2 separate regions of the Zea mays genome follow, and region 1 is linked to region 2. The links are chromatin contacts, called in public Hi-C maps. All regions are on one chromosome and are shown on one strand. Each heading gives the region's core, a stretch centred on a gene start, on an enhancer-like site or on the middle of the called end of the contact. The rest is flanking DNA. Distances are from core to core; before and after follow the strand shown. Region 1 holds the start of LOC103654172 (ethylene-responsive transcription factor ERF003). Region 2 holds the start of LOC100280984 (serine-rich protein).

Evidence for each region. A called contact is a pair of places that touch in the nucleus more often than the background predicts.
Region 1: a Hi-C map of endosperm shows a contact between it and region 2, with 1.9 times the contacts expected there. The contact joins the promoter of LOC103654172 here to the promoter of LOC100280984 in region 2. A contact is called at or near these places in 3 of 25 Hi-C or Micro-C datasets (bundle sheath, endosperm and tassel).

What each region holds. Positions count from the first base shown.
Region 1 is chr4:178,877,934-178,884,369 of Zm-B73-REFERENCE-NAM-5.0, forward strand. LOC103654172 (ethylene-responsive transcription factor ERF003) reads left to right here and starts at 1,896. Exons shown (of 2, transcript XM_008680995.4): 1 at 1,896-2,230; 2 at 2,376-3,104. The coding sequence starts at 2,148. The coding sequence ends at 2,757. LOC100274234 reads left to right here and starts at 3,880. Exons shown (of 7, transcript NM_001148604.1): 1 at 3,880-4,163; 2 at 4,954-5,256; 3 at 5,363-5,397; 4 at 5,478-5,540; 5 at 5,669-5,801; 6 at 5,883-5,933; 7 at 6,015-6,436. The coding sequence starts at 4,028. The coding sequence ends at 5,914.
Region 2 is chr4:178,622,997-178,630,413 of Zm-B73-REFERENCE-NAM-5.0, forward strand. LOC100280984 (serine-rich protein) reads left to right here and starts at 5,200. Exons shown (of 1, transcript NM_001153904.2): 1 at 5,200-6,031. The coding sequence starts at 5,273. The coding sequence ends at 5,731. LOC109946069 (a long non-coding RNA gene) reads right to left here and starts at 3,430. Exons shown (of 2, transcript XR_002269216.2): 1 at 3,385-3,430; 2 at 2,913-3,272.

The DNA.
Region 1 (6,436 bases), core at 646-3,145, 250 kb after region 2:
ATTTTTTTTATGTAAGATTAGTTCTTAAGTTCGAACAAGTATGACACTACAACTAAATACGCCTAGAGTCAGCCGTAGGCTCGCAGGTATCTGAGCCTACTCTACTCTGCGGGCTGCGGCGCTGCGCGGGGCGTGGGCGTGGGCGTAGGCGTAGGCGTAGGACTGCTTGCGCTGACGAAACCAATGGGCGCGCGCGCGTCTCATGCGCACTACAGACCGCACATGCTGACACTCACTAGCTGTCACCGGTCACCTACACTTGCACGCACGCCAATCCAACCCCCAACCCCCCCCCCCCCCCCCCCCCCCTTGCTCTTCTTCCCAAGGCCGACGTGGAAGAAATTGGCGCTGGCCCTCTACGCCCGCCGCCTGCGCTAGCGTCACCGCCTTGTCGGCTGGCCGCCCGGCCGGCATGGCATCCGAGTACCGCCATGTGCTATCTTTCATCTGGTTCTGCCTGCACACACATGCACACGACGGCCGCCGTGGCCATGCATGTCTCTTCGAGCTCGAGCGGATCAATGCACACGGGCACCATGTACTAGTAGGCGTAGGTGTACGCGTGCTGTTCCTACGAACGGCACAGGATCGTCATGTCGTCGTCCGCTCCTCTTGACGGCATACATGATACGGCCACACCCCAATCGCTCCCTAGTAGTCCTATCTCCGTCCATCCATCAACTTTAGCACAGGATCGATCTCTAGCTAGCTATACTGCCCATATATAGGACGACTGATCGATGGTGGTCACATGTGATGTGTCTTGTGCATGCATGTATATATGCTGCTCAGTACAAGTAGCTAGCTAGCAGGTAATCTAATCCGCGGATAGCATAGCACGCACGCACCAGAGAATTCGGGGTTTCACCCCCACGGCCCCACCCCACGTCCCCACCACCCGCAACACCCCGGCCGGCATCTCATGTGCCCGGGTTCCATGTGGCCTTGCGTTGTCTGACTTGCACCGGTGCACGTTCCCCCCCGGCCCGGCCGACGCCGCTGGCCACTGGGAGTGCCAGGACCAATCTCCTGCATGCCCCCTTGTCTCTACGGCGAAAGGTCAGCTTGCTAGTAGTACCAGCTAGCTAGTAGCTAGCGCTAGCGCAGCAATCAACAGGGCTGCGGCCCTGGCGCCCTGCTGCGTCGCCCACTGCTTTTGTTTTTGCTTTGCTATGCTCTCGATCGGCTGATTGGTAGAGACTAGAGAGAGCATCAAATCCTTCGGATGATGTGCGATCTGCATCAATCGACCAGATGAGTTGCTGTGCCTAAAAGCTCAACTCGATCCGCACAGCTGGACGACCAGTTCACGAAACACACACACACACACACACACGAGTACTACCACCTCCGGAATGCAAACCTCACGTTTCCCTCCTTGAGGAGCCAAACGATTTTTGATTCAATGGAATATATGAAAACAATAAAAAACAAACATTTATGATACTAAAAATTATTATTATTTAATCGACTGTAGAATTATTTTTAATAAGTTTTATTGGAGATACAAATATTGATGTTGTTTTTTTATGATCTTAATTATTTTTTTAAAACAATTGGTGTAAGCATGAAACGTTTTTTTATTTTTTTGCGACGCATAAGACTTTTGTTAAGGTCTTGTTCGTTTACGTCGGATTGCACACGGAATCGTTCCAATTAATCAAAGTTTATATAAATTAGAGAAACAATTTAGCTAGGATTTATTCCGACCCATCAATCTGACATAAACGAACAAAGCCTAAAGAAGGGAGCAACCGTGACGCTCGCTGCCTTCCGGATTTGCGAGGGGGAGAGGACGAAGAAGAAGGCGAGCAGTGACCAGTGGAGCCAGCAGTCCAGCACCAGCCGACCACCACGCTGAGAATGAGATCAATGACGGCACGAGGCGGGGCCGTGCTCGTGGGACCCGCCTGGTGGTAGCCTTTCTCCGGGCGTCGTGTAGATTCCAAATTTCCCCATCTCTCTCCTATTTATAGGCGCCCCTTCCATATCCCGCGAATGGCGAATGTCTCGCACACACTCCCCTGCCGCTGTGCCGCACCCGCACCCCTCCAGCGCGCGCGGGCACGAGCACGAGTACGAGGCTCCATCGCCGGACGACCAGGTAGTTGCACTGCCGCCACCGTCGACGACGACCGAAGGCGACGATGGCCAGGCCGCAGCAACGGTACCGCGGCGTGCGGCAGCGCCACTGGGGCTCCTGGGTCTCCGAGATCCGCCACCCTCTCCTGTACGTAGCTAGCTTAGCCCAGCAGCGTATAGTATAGGCCACGGCCACCTACGCTACGCTACGCGCGCCGCCCCTGTTCCTCACCTCGCATCGTCCCGTTCCCGGAGCTGACCGCGCCCGGCTGGGGCTGTTGATTTGCATGCAGGAAGGCGCGGATATGGCTGGGCACCTTCGAGACGGCGGAGGACGCGGCGCGCGCCTACGACGAGGCGGCGCGGATCATGTGCGGGCCCCGCGCGCGCACCAACTTCCCCGCCGACGCCAACGGCCCGCCGCCGTCGTTCCTCTCCGCGGCGCTCGTCGACAAGCTGCACCGGTTCAACCTGGCGTCCGTGCAGGCCGCGCAGCGGCAGAGAGAGGCGGCGGCGGCGGCGGCGGCAGCAGCAGCAACCTCCGCGCCCGCGACGCCTCCGACGCCGCCGGCCACGCAGTGGGGCGGCGGCGGTAGGTCCCTGGAGGAGCAGCACGTGGAGCAGATGATCGAGGAACTGCTGGACTCCGACTTCTCCATGGAGATTTGCTGCTAGTGCTAGGCTAGCCGCGACGCGACCTGCCTAGCGACTGGCTAGCGCCCCCGGCCGGCCCGTCACCGCCGCGCTCCGCTCCACCTCTCCTCTGTTCTTGTTCTTGCACTTGCACCATGCGTCGCGCTCGCGCTCTTCTTTGTACTCGTGCCGACGTGCGTAGTATCGCTCAGCCGCTGCAGCGTGCGTAGGAGCCTGATTTGTGTACGCCACGTGTATAGCTGTAGCTGTACGTATAAGTATATATATGTAATCGAGCATTCTCATTCTTGCAAATTTAAAGGCCGCGTGCGTGCAAAACATGACAGCAGCGGTCAGCACCCATGAGGCCGTGACCCCTGCTGAGGCCATGCCATCTCGTCTCTCCCATGTTTCCTGCACAGGACTCAGGGATCCGAGTGTCCTGCTGCACCAGCACCAGTGCACCACCGCCAAGGGCCAAGGCTGCTTCGCGTGTGTGTGTGGGCCTGGCCCACCTGGCAGCTACCGCACGTTAAGGAACTGCTCTCCTGAGAATGAACCGTTGCTCCTGCGGTCTTGCTACCATGCTATGCCATACGCCCATACTCGCGCGCAGTTTCTTATTTCTGGGCTCTCAAGGACAACATGTGCGTACGTCGGTCGAGGGTTGTGAGAGGGACAGGGAGGAATTAATCATGCATGATGTGTGTGTGGTTCGTGGGACATAGCTCAAGCATCCCTTGTGCTCCTGTCTCCTACTCTGCTGCCATCGTCTATGTTCCTCCCTTCTCTTCAGGTGCCTTCTTTTCTTCTTCTTCTGCTGTCCATTCCTGTGCTGTGTACAGAGATCCTCCGGTTGCTGTTGCCTATCTCATTCGATTTCAAATATGCAGAAAAAAACCATTTCCAATTTTCAAGATCCAATAAGAATTAGATTAATCTAGATGAATTTTATGCTGTCCGACTGTAGAGTGTAGAGTACGGATATACTGTATATTTTTTTCTAAAAAAAAGACATCTAGAACAAAGCGGTCTGTGGTCGCATGCTCCATGTACTGGGCCGTAAGAACTAGTCCGACTCGACTCGGCCCACATGCTGGAGATAAAATCAATCAAATGAATTTTTAAAAACCTGACCTCCGGGAGGCTCCCACAGGCCCGTACCGAAAATCCTCCCACACGCTGACGCTGGTGCCCGTTGCTCTGTCCTCTGTTCGAAAAATTTCCTCTTGTTGAGACCTGGGGCATCTCTCTCTCTCGCCCCCCCCCCCCCCCCCCCCCCCCCTGCTCGCGGCGCAGCGGAGCCGACGCGATGCCGCCGAGGAGGAAACGGCGAGCACCACCGGCCAAGTCGCAGAGGCAGACGGAGCCGGATCCGCAACCGCAAGTGCCCCCTGGCGCCGACGCGCCGCTGGAAGAGCGGCTGATATGGGGCAGCCAACAAGAAAGTACGGCATCGTAACCTCCTCCCTATCCCTCCCCATCTTTGCTACTGGTAGGGGCTGCGCTAGATTTCAGCTCCTGGTTGATGCATCATGCCAGCTGCCAGCATATCATCTGGCCGTAGTTTCTGTTAGTTGGGGCAAGACTACGGTGCGCAAAGAGGATTTCGTTGCTCTGAAGTGGAGTACTTTGTACCGGCTCTACTGGTTGGTTAACCGGAATGGGTGGCTCAGTTGGCCCTGTTTATCAGGAACTCCTGTTGGCACCAACAACCAAATGTTACTTGAGCTAGCTATTCTACTTCCTAGACTGAAGAATCATTTCAACCTGGCAAAAATTAAGCGAAACAGCCTGAAGGTGGTAGGTGAAATAGCATAGGGCCTGTTTGGAAGGCAGGAATCTTACAAAAAAATAGTTAAATCTTACAGGAAAAACACAGGAATAAGGAAAGAAACCAAACAGGCCCTTAAGGCCTTGTTCGGTTGCATAGGGTTTGGTCTTTGGAGAGAATTGAAGGGGTCAATTTTGACTAGCAAGGGATTTAATCCCCTCCAATCTATTTTTATCCACTCCTAACCAAAGAAGCCTCCTAGCCGAACGAGCCCTAAAGTAGTTCTGTTTTTGCACATTTAGAACAGCAGCGTGGAATTATGTTTCCCTACATCCTGCTCAGGCGCTAATGTTGAAGGCCAACTGTTTTCTTTCTGCATCAGCAATGCACGACATAAACACTGTTTACATATTCTCATGCAACGATTAGGATTCAGATTGTTAATCCAGAGTTCCGATAAACAGGCGAGCGCCGGATTACTGCCATCAAAGCCATAAAAGACGCGGAGGCTGGGAACATACATTACCAGTTGCAATTGGCACGGTCCTATTATTCCGAGGAGCAATTGGAGGGAAACGCCATGCAGTATTTTCAGGAGAACTTGCACAATCTGTCGGTTGTTCCGAACGAGGAATATGATGTGCTTGAGCTGAAATGGAATAACGGCGGCGAATGGATGATTGGAGACTTTGCAGATGACAGGACTCTACGGGCTTCGATTGCATCATTCACAGCTGCTGATGGACTTCAGTTCCCAAGGGATTCAGGTTTGATGAAGTCATCTAGCTACTAATGGTTTTTTAACTTCATAGTAACCAGCTAACGTCAGACTGCTTAACTGACATTTTACCATCACATATTCAATCGAGGAAGACTTCTATACGCGCACTAGCAATTTCAGTGACTTTGTAAGTATTTTCGCCTGTAGCGACATCGTATGTTTGTGTTCTAGACGTCACTAGTCTTATGAGTGCATGTTGCTCTGAAGGCTTGGAGTGAGCAGCCTGAAGGCCAAATGGCAGGAGCATCAGAAGCTTTTCAGACACCTGGGGTCTGCATTTTCTTTGTTCCACTTTATGCATTTGGAAAAAAAATTGTATTCCATTGCATTTCTATAGCATCATGTTTCCCAAGTAAATGCCTGCTCCTGGATTGCGTATAAACATACTCCTTCAACAGGCTGTGAGTAACCGGCTATCCTGTGGCATGACACCCAAAACTGTGAGGCTACCCAAGAATGGTGAGATGCTCCTATCTGTGCATGGTTCACCTCTTGGGGTCTATAAAGAAGAAAATTTAGCAGCCATTGAAGGTATTGCTCTTGTTCTCTTGCTAGTTTCCCAGGCAGAAGCCCCATTAGGTGTTTTCCTGTTAACCACTTTTCTTATTCCAGAATCTGGTAACGGAAGTGAAGATGCTCCCTGATAACTCACTGATATCACCTGTAAGAAATCCGTGTGATCGATCTATTGCTACAATTATAATTACACAGCCATCATGAGATTGGCCATTATTTGTATTGCAGGATGGTGCCAGCCTTTGACAATAACAGTAATGCACTTTGAAATTAGTGTTTAGGTCACTCTGTATTTTGATGAACCCTATTGTAGCATGCCGACTTTTATTCAGCTGACATTATTGTGCTTTGAACAGTGTTGTTAGCTTTGCTGCCAAGGAGGTCGGCAGAATCACTTGGCTCCGGCCTCCGTGCCATTTCCACCAGACGAGTTTATTTACGAACTGAGCCGAAGTTTTTCTCTACACAACCCTCGTTACAGGCATTACTGAAATAGATCATTAGAACAAGTCCATTGTTGACCACGGCCACCAAAATCTAGCTTGAATTCAAATTGATTATAATTGGGTGACAGCTTTAGACGACGGGATAGATAAACACAATTGACTCAGAGCTGAAGCAGTTTCGATGCAAAAGTCCAAAAACCTATC
Region 2 (7,417 bases), core at 3,950-6,449:
TCCACCTAGTATATATAGAGATTTTGATGACGCTCTGGCGAGCTTGTTTTCCAATGAGATTGCACGACGACGACCCTTTCTCATGTTAGTGATAACCAAAATGCTTCTCCCAACTTCCCGATTCTAAAACACTTTTAGTACTTAGTGTTGGGTGTGTCCTCTACAGCCGGTCAAAAGAGACTGGATTGTGCTTAACCCAACTATCGTTCCTTTAATCGGGCCCTTGATCGGGAGGGCCCACGCTAACCTCGGTTGGAGCCCTCAGACACACGACGCTATATATAGGACTAAGGGGTCGCAGGAAAGACTAATGCTTGTACCTCGTCCCAAAACCCTAGTCCCCAGAGGCCCCCATCGCCTAGACATCGGAGTGTCTGTAAACGCGACAACCTACAGCGGCTCGGATCTCGATGCCTGTTGCTTCTCTGCAGGGCTACGGTATGAAGATAGCCACAGCAACAACAAGGTGTGTTTTCTCATTCCTCTCAGTAGATAAGTAGATCAGATTTACACGTCATCAAGGTTTTACTTTCAGTTACGGATTGGTATTCTAGGGACTTAGGAATCGATCCTAGACAGTATAGATTCTAACACCTAGCTCATATTATATATACTAGGGGAGTGCCCGTGCGTTGCAACGGAAACACATAATATCATGATACTATTATGAGAAATGTTTCTTAATACATTTGTGATCCTATCCATACATAAATTTTGTTATTTTAATCTAGTTGTTTCACCACTACATTGCAAACATCAATACCATGCAGACTTTTATATATGATATTTAGGTACACGTGTGTTACTGCGATTTTTAAATGAATTACCTTGTAATTGATTCAAAAGATCCAAAGAAAAAGTACTCGTAAGCTTCATTGCTTCAACAGTGTAGTGTGAGGATTTCGGATCTAAGGGCTTGAAAGGAAAAGCATTAGGGCCATCTCCAACTGAAGGAGGACCACCTCCAAATCTAATAGGATCATTGTCATTTGTGCTACCAAACATGAATAGTGTCCCCGTGATTGGCGAGCCCTGGTCCTGAAGAATTGCAAGGAAACCAAAAAAACATTGCTGTCAGGTACGAAATAGCTTCAGTATCAGAGTTTATTAAAATAATTGTCCTAGGTGATACCTCCTTAGTTAATTTACATATGAAATAACATGATGATTCAAAATACAGATATGAATATGAACAGAGCAAACACATGAAATTCCTATCCAGCTTTGACAACATTAACAGCTGTTATATTGGAGTTCCAAGTAGTACATAAGGGGGAAGTTTGGACCTGAAGTGTGGGGCATACATTGCCATATAACTATGGAATGAAAAGAGATTGATCATCATATTCCTGCTTTCAAGAAAACTTTGAAATATTTGAATGGTACGATACTATTTTTCTGCTTTTGAGAAAACAAACAGAAGCCTGTTTGGAAAGAAGAGACTGGATGCTACAAAACAAGGCAGAACTGATCATCATGGAACTGAAGTAGAGCTTTCACGAACTCCCCTGGAGAGGTCAAAAGTTTATTAAAGCAAGCATTCTTGAACTCCCAGTTTAACATCCATAGACGAAAGCAATACTGATTCTGATAACGCATCCACACCCTATCATAACCTAGAGAAGAGCACATGCCATGGAATTAGAAATGAAGACTGGTGACTCCAGCAGCGTAGCTGGGCTCAGGCCAGGCGGGATGGTGAGGTAGGGCGATGGAACTTCGGGTACTGAATTGTCAGCTCCAGCTGCTGTGCTGAAGGGCATGTTGAGCTTCGGCACCATGAATCCAGCTCTTGCCTGCATCCTCTCGGCGAGGCTGCTGCCAGGACTGGACTTCTGGCTAAGATGTGGAGTCACTGGCACTGACCGAGCTTCCTCCTCAGGCGGCCTTACGGCGACTGTAAATCACACCGTCGACACATGAGTCAAGCAGCGAGTCACACTGGTGGCGGCGGAGGAGGAGGCGGCTACCAGTTCCATTCCACGGGCGGCTCAGCTCGTCGGCAGCCAGTCCATTCCACGGACGGCAGCAGCGGCGGGGCTCAATCCTCCGGCTAGGTGGCTGCCGCTGCGATCGACGACTGCGGCGCTGCGCGCGCGATCGGGATCTGTTGTTCGTCGGCCCAGATCCAGGCCCAAGGGCACAACGGGATGGGTAGGCGGACGCGAGGACGACGACAATCTCGATGGTGTAGGTGGGCTGTGGGGGAGGCGGCTGGGTGTACGTCCCGGCGGCTGTCTCGGTAGGGAGGACATCGCGAGCGGTTGTCTCGGTGGGTCGGGGGGGGCAGATTGCCATGCGTCGGAGGATGCGGCGCTGAGGCCAGGGCGAACGGAGAAGGGTTGGTAGAGCTGGGCGGGCGGGCGCTTCGCGGCGGGGTTCGCGCGGAGCGGTCGTGGCGGGCGCTTAGCGGCGGGGTTAGCGGCTGGCAGGCGGGGTAGGAGGCGGGAGCAGTCTACAATCTCCTCTTATTAGTTAGTAGAGATTTTGGACACCCTGCAGGATCCATATGACCATATCCAATGTCTCCTAGTCTATCCAGCAACCGAATTTGTGAGCATGCGTGAAATAAAGAATCGGTTTTTTTTCAAACATGTTTAACACCCAAATTTTAGTGTTGCAAAAAGTATGGTATTTTAGTGGAGTCAGCAAACAAACTTTTAGGTACATCATCTTTACTACTCAGGAATTACTCTGAAAGAATTAACACAACTATAGTGTACATAACTCAGCCGTAACCAGTACAGTATGGATTACTATAACGAAGGTGTGAAATGAATTTGGGTGCTCAAGAGTCAAGGCTTTAGGAACACCTGATCTTTGTTCCCCCTTTTTTCATATATATGCTACATATATACTAAGGAAGAAAATAGAAAAAAAAATTGGGGGCTAGGAAGGGGAGAAAAAAACACTGAACATCGTGTAAAAATTCATTCATGATTCGTCCAAGAGTGTTCAAGTTTTACAGCTTATGTTGATAAGTGAAACAACTGGACTGGCTTTTCACCTTTTATCATCTTAATGTCCCTGTGATTGTCCTGTGCGCTATAAAGGAACTTTTCCTTTTTATGTTTTCTTTTTCATAGACCAGACGTGAACTTGTCTTGACTGTAACTGTAAATCTGCAACACAGCACCTTTAGGATACTTGCGCCATGTCTCGATGATACTGGTCTATCCATCCCTCTATGATCTCAACTTCTTGCCTCCTCTGTTCTGTAACCCAGTCCGGATCCTCATCGGTCGCGAATCTGAGGTCCAGATGATGCGCCCCTGACCACAGAAGTGATGGCAAGTAACTGCACGTAAGTGAACAGCGAAAAATGCCACAACGATCTTACATTTTTTTTCTTCTTCTTCCTCCTCCTGAGGTTTCCATGCTCACCTTTCTCCATGACAAGGGCAACGATGCTGGACGAGATGTTCTTGAGCACCCTGGTTGTCGTAGAACAGTAAACCCATACGCCATCAGAGACAGAGACCGAAACTATATATATATGAAGCGATGGAGACCGAAACTGAGACGGACAGATGGACCTACCCGCCTCGGCTCCACGGGTCTCGCATTCCGTTGGAGAAGATGATGTTGCTCCTGAACCTCTTGAGCACCTTGTCGATTCTCTGCAGGAAGTTTCCAGTGAAGGGCTTGTACGTACACTACTGAAACTCTGAAAACGACGCTTACATATCCGCCGTATTCAGTGGTGATCCAGTGCGGCCTGGGCCGGACCCCGGTCGACTGGAAGCAGGCGCGAGCGGGCGCGAGCGGGCGGGCGCGCGCGCGGGATCCGCTGGAGGTAGGGATCGGGAGGGATCGGAAGGTAGGGGATCGGGAGGTCGGCGGGGTAGTTTGCCTGGCGCTTGCGGGATCGTGTGCGCGCGCGGGATCCGTCGCGGGAGGCAGTGGAGAGCGGGGGCAGTCTACAAATGGCTCTTAATAGTTGTAAAGATATTTTGCATCACCGAACATCAGTGTTTATGTAATCCCTTGTATTCTAATTGTTCTAGTCTAAGCGGAGACCAAAGTATGGGAGCACGCGCGCACTGGTCTCCACATACGTAGTCGTTAGGCGCCGCGCGCGTGGTTTGTATAAATGCAAACAGAAGAATCTCACAAGACAAACGAGATACACAGAGCGCCACGCTGGCCGACGATGCGGTTCTCGCACAGTATTATACAGACACAGCTAGTTAGGCTGTGCATGCGCCAATCAATAAAAAGCAGGCGGTTTGATTAGTCGCTCACCCAATCAGCTGGTGGATTCGAGATACATGCACGCCACCACCCCCCAAAGAATATGCAGTGCTTGTAGCATTGTACAGTTAACAAATATCAGGACGACGTTAGTACTAGTAGCTTATAATGAAGCAACGGTCGTTGCATGCAGATGGACAGGGCCACAGGTGTGAGGTGTCCCATATCTAGACGGCACGCCGGTACAGGCGAGCAGTAAAAAAACAGCAGTGCCCATGCGCTGTCCGCGCCGGCCTTGTCCCCCGTCCATGGCGGCTGGCGGGGGCGCCACGCACCCGCAGCGCCGCGCCCGTGGGTTTGGATGGGGCATGCGTCCGACACGTGTGGTCACGCGGCCCCGGCCCTGCCCCCGGGATGATCAATGTAGTACGTACGAGATAAGGATTGGCCGCCAAAAGGGATGGGGAACGGCGACACAGAGTTATTGTTCTATTCTAGGGTTAACCCCCAGGATTAAACTATAACGGAAGCATGAAGCCGCTAATTCAACGGACACAAAGGCCCATGCGATTGCGGATCCACAGATACGGAGTACTATATCATTCCTGCCCACGCACAAATCAGTTGGTGGCATACATGCCACATGCCAGTGGGCCAGCCGAGCCGAGCGCCACAAATCAGTTCCTGTTCTCTCTACCCGCACACAATGCGGAATCGGATGGATCCTATTCCTATGGGCGGAATCGTCATCTCCAGCTCCAGCTCCAGCTCTCCTGGTCGTTCGTTCGCGCGTCACGTCGGATTCCACCACCAGCCTGCCCCACCCCCATGGGTGGTCGTTACCCTACCTCCGTCGAACCGGGGACCGGGCCACATCTAGCTTTCCGGTGTCCATGGCCGCCCGCCCACCGCTTTCGCAGCTCCTAACCACAGTTTAGCTCAACCTAACCCCAACCCAGACCAGGTCAGCCCAGTTATAAATAGCCTCTGCACCGCGCGCCCCTCAAGTTTGCAGAAACGAAAGCAGCAGCCCAATTGGGAGCTCCACTCCACCCCACCCAACTCGCCGCCACCTCTCATGGCGACTGCTGCGACCACCACCAGGAGGCCGAGCGGCCCCGTCCTCTCGGCCGCGCACTACCGCTACGCCTCGCCCACGCGCGTCTCGCTCTCCGGCGCCGGGCAGTCCGTCAGCGTCAGCGTCTCGTCGTCGTCGCGGGGCCGACGGACCTGCATGTGCTCGCCGACCAGCCACCCGGGCTCGTTCCGCTGCAGCCTGCACAAGGAGCGCGCGACGAAGCCGCCGCCGCCGCCCCTGACCACCACCAGCCGTCTGTGCGCGGCGGGCAGGCGGATGGGCAGCGCGCTGGTGCGGATCGGCGCCGTGGAGGGCGGCCAGTGCGCGCGCCGCGCGCTCGCGGCCACCACGGCGCAGCACCGCCGCCGCGTCGGCGCCGGCGCCGGCCGGCCCCGCCCTAGCCGCCTCTCCGCCGTCTCCGTGGCCGGCGACCGCCCCGGCGACAACGGCCACCTATAGACCCGCCGCCGACTTGCCACCGTACCGTGTAGAGCTAGCCTAGCGGCACTAGTAGTAACAGTATAGTACTAGCATCGTAGTAATAATAATAAAAAAATTTGGACCGGCGGTTAACTAGAACAAGACCAGAGCAGAGCCGGGAGGTTGGAGCGCTGGATCAGGACTAGTTTTGGGAGCCTGGTCCATGGATCATCACCATCATCCAGGGAAAAAGGCTCTCTCTTTCTCTTGTACGTGTACTGTGTACATAGAATTGCAGATGATGGGATGCATGCGAGTGTCCAGTTTGGATTTCTTGGATGGATAAACATGGCAGGAGGAATGGAGACAACTGGATTTTGCCCAAACTGTGGAGGCCACTCACGATCTTGTCCGGATCAACCTCTCTCTTTATCTCTCCGGTTGTTGGCTGCCTGGGTCTGGGTCCGCTGCATCCGCGTCCGTCCGTCTGGATAAGCTTGGCCTCGTCGTTGTTGAGTGCGCGCGGGGGACGCCGGCCGTCACGCGGGGAAGGCGGGCAGGGTGTACGTGGAGCCTTCCCTTCCGTGGTCCGTGGAATACTACTACCGGCGGGCCAGGCTATCCATAGAAGTAGAACGCTAGCAGCACAGTATTTTTTTTTCTTTAAGACAAAAAAATTAACAGAACAGTCCACTAAACCAGGTCAGGGGCTCCCGGTCGCGTGGACCTGGTCGCCGCGGCAAACAGAGGCACCGAATGGAGTACGTCGCTGCGGCAAGAAAGTCCGTTTCCCTCAGGCCCAGGTCGCGGACTTGCAACAAAACAAGTATTGTCAGATTGACCTAAATACCTAATACGTACGTACCCCTCTGGCCAGGGTAACGAAACGACGTCTTTGGTCTGATCCTCCGGCTTCGAACCATCCGAAGAACAATTAAATGTGGGCCCTCAAGAGATTGGAAACGTCCATGCACGTCACTCTAGAGATCCGAGGAATTTAATTTCAGTAAAACATCAGAACGTACGTACAGTGGTACTATGGGCTGACCCTCCTGTGGCAGGGTACGTAAACGACGTTTTTACTCCGATCTCACCGTTTTTTTTTTGATAACTTTGCAAAACAAACATTTCTGGTTGCAACTGAGCATTAACCGTCACACCTAGAAATGTCAATGGGGACCCGATACCCGATAACCCGTGGGGAATTCCCCTATTAGGGTACGGGTATGGTACAAAAATTGTCCCCATGGGTATGGATATGGGACAAAATCTCTACCCATTGGGTAAACGGGTATGGGTTTGGGAAGCAATAATCCGAACCCGATTACCCATGTGTATTTCATACGTGTACACATGTCATGTTTGTATGAATGAGTTGAGGCAGAGTCGACCATCAAACTCGGCAGACTCCATTTCTTATATTGGTCCCAAGTACTGATTTCTTTTCTGATGGATGGATGAATGGATAATGGTTCATAGATGAGTGCTTCCGATGTGGTGATGTATGAAATATGGATACTTCGTGCTAGATATTAGTACCTAGTTATTCCTTAATTGGGGATGGGGACCCATTGGGGACCCGAAAACCGAATGAGGATGGGTATGAGATGAGTTTTGTACCCATGATGAGTATGAGTATGAGTATGGGGATGTATCAAACATGATGGGGATAGGTCTGGGATGCTATAACCCGATGGGGAATTACCCATTGACATCTCTAGTCAC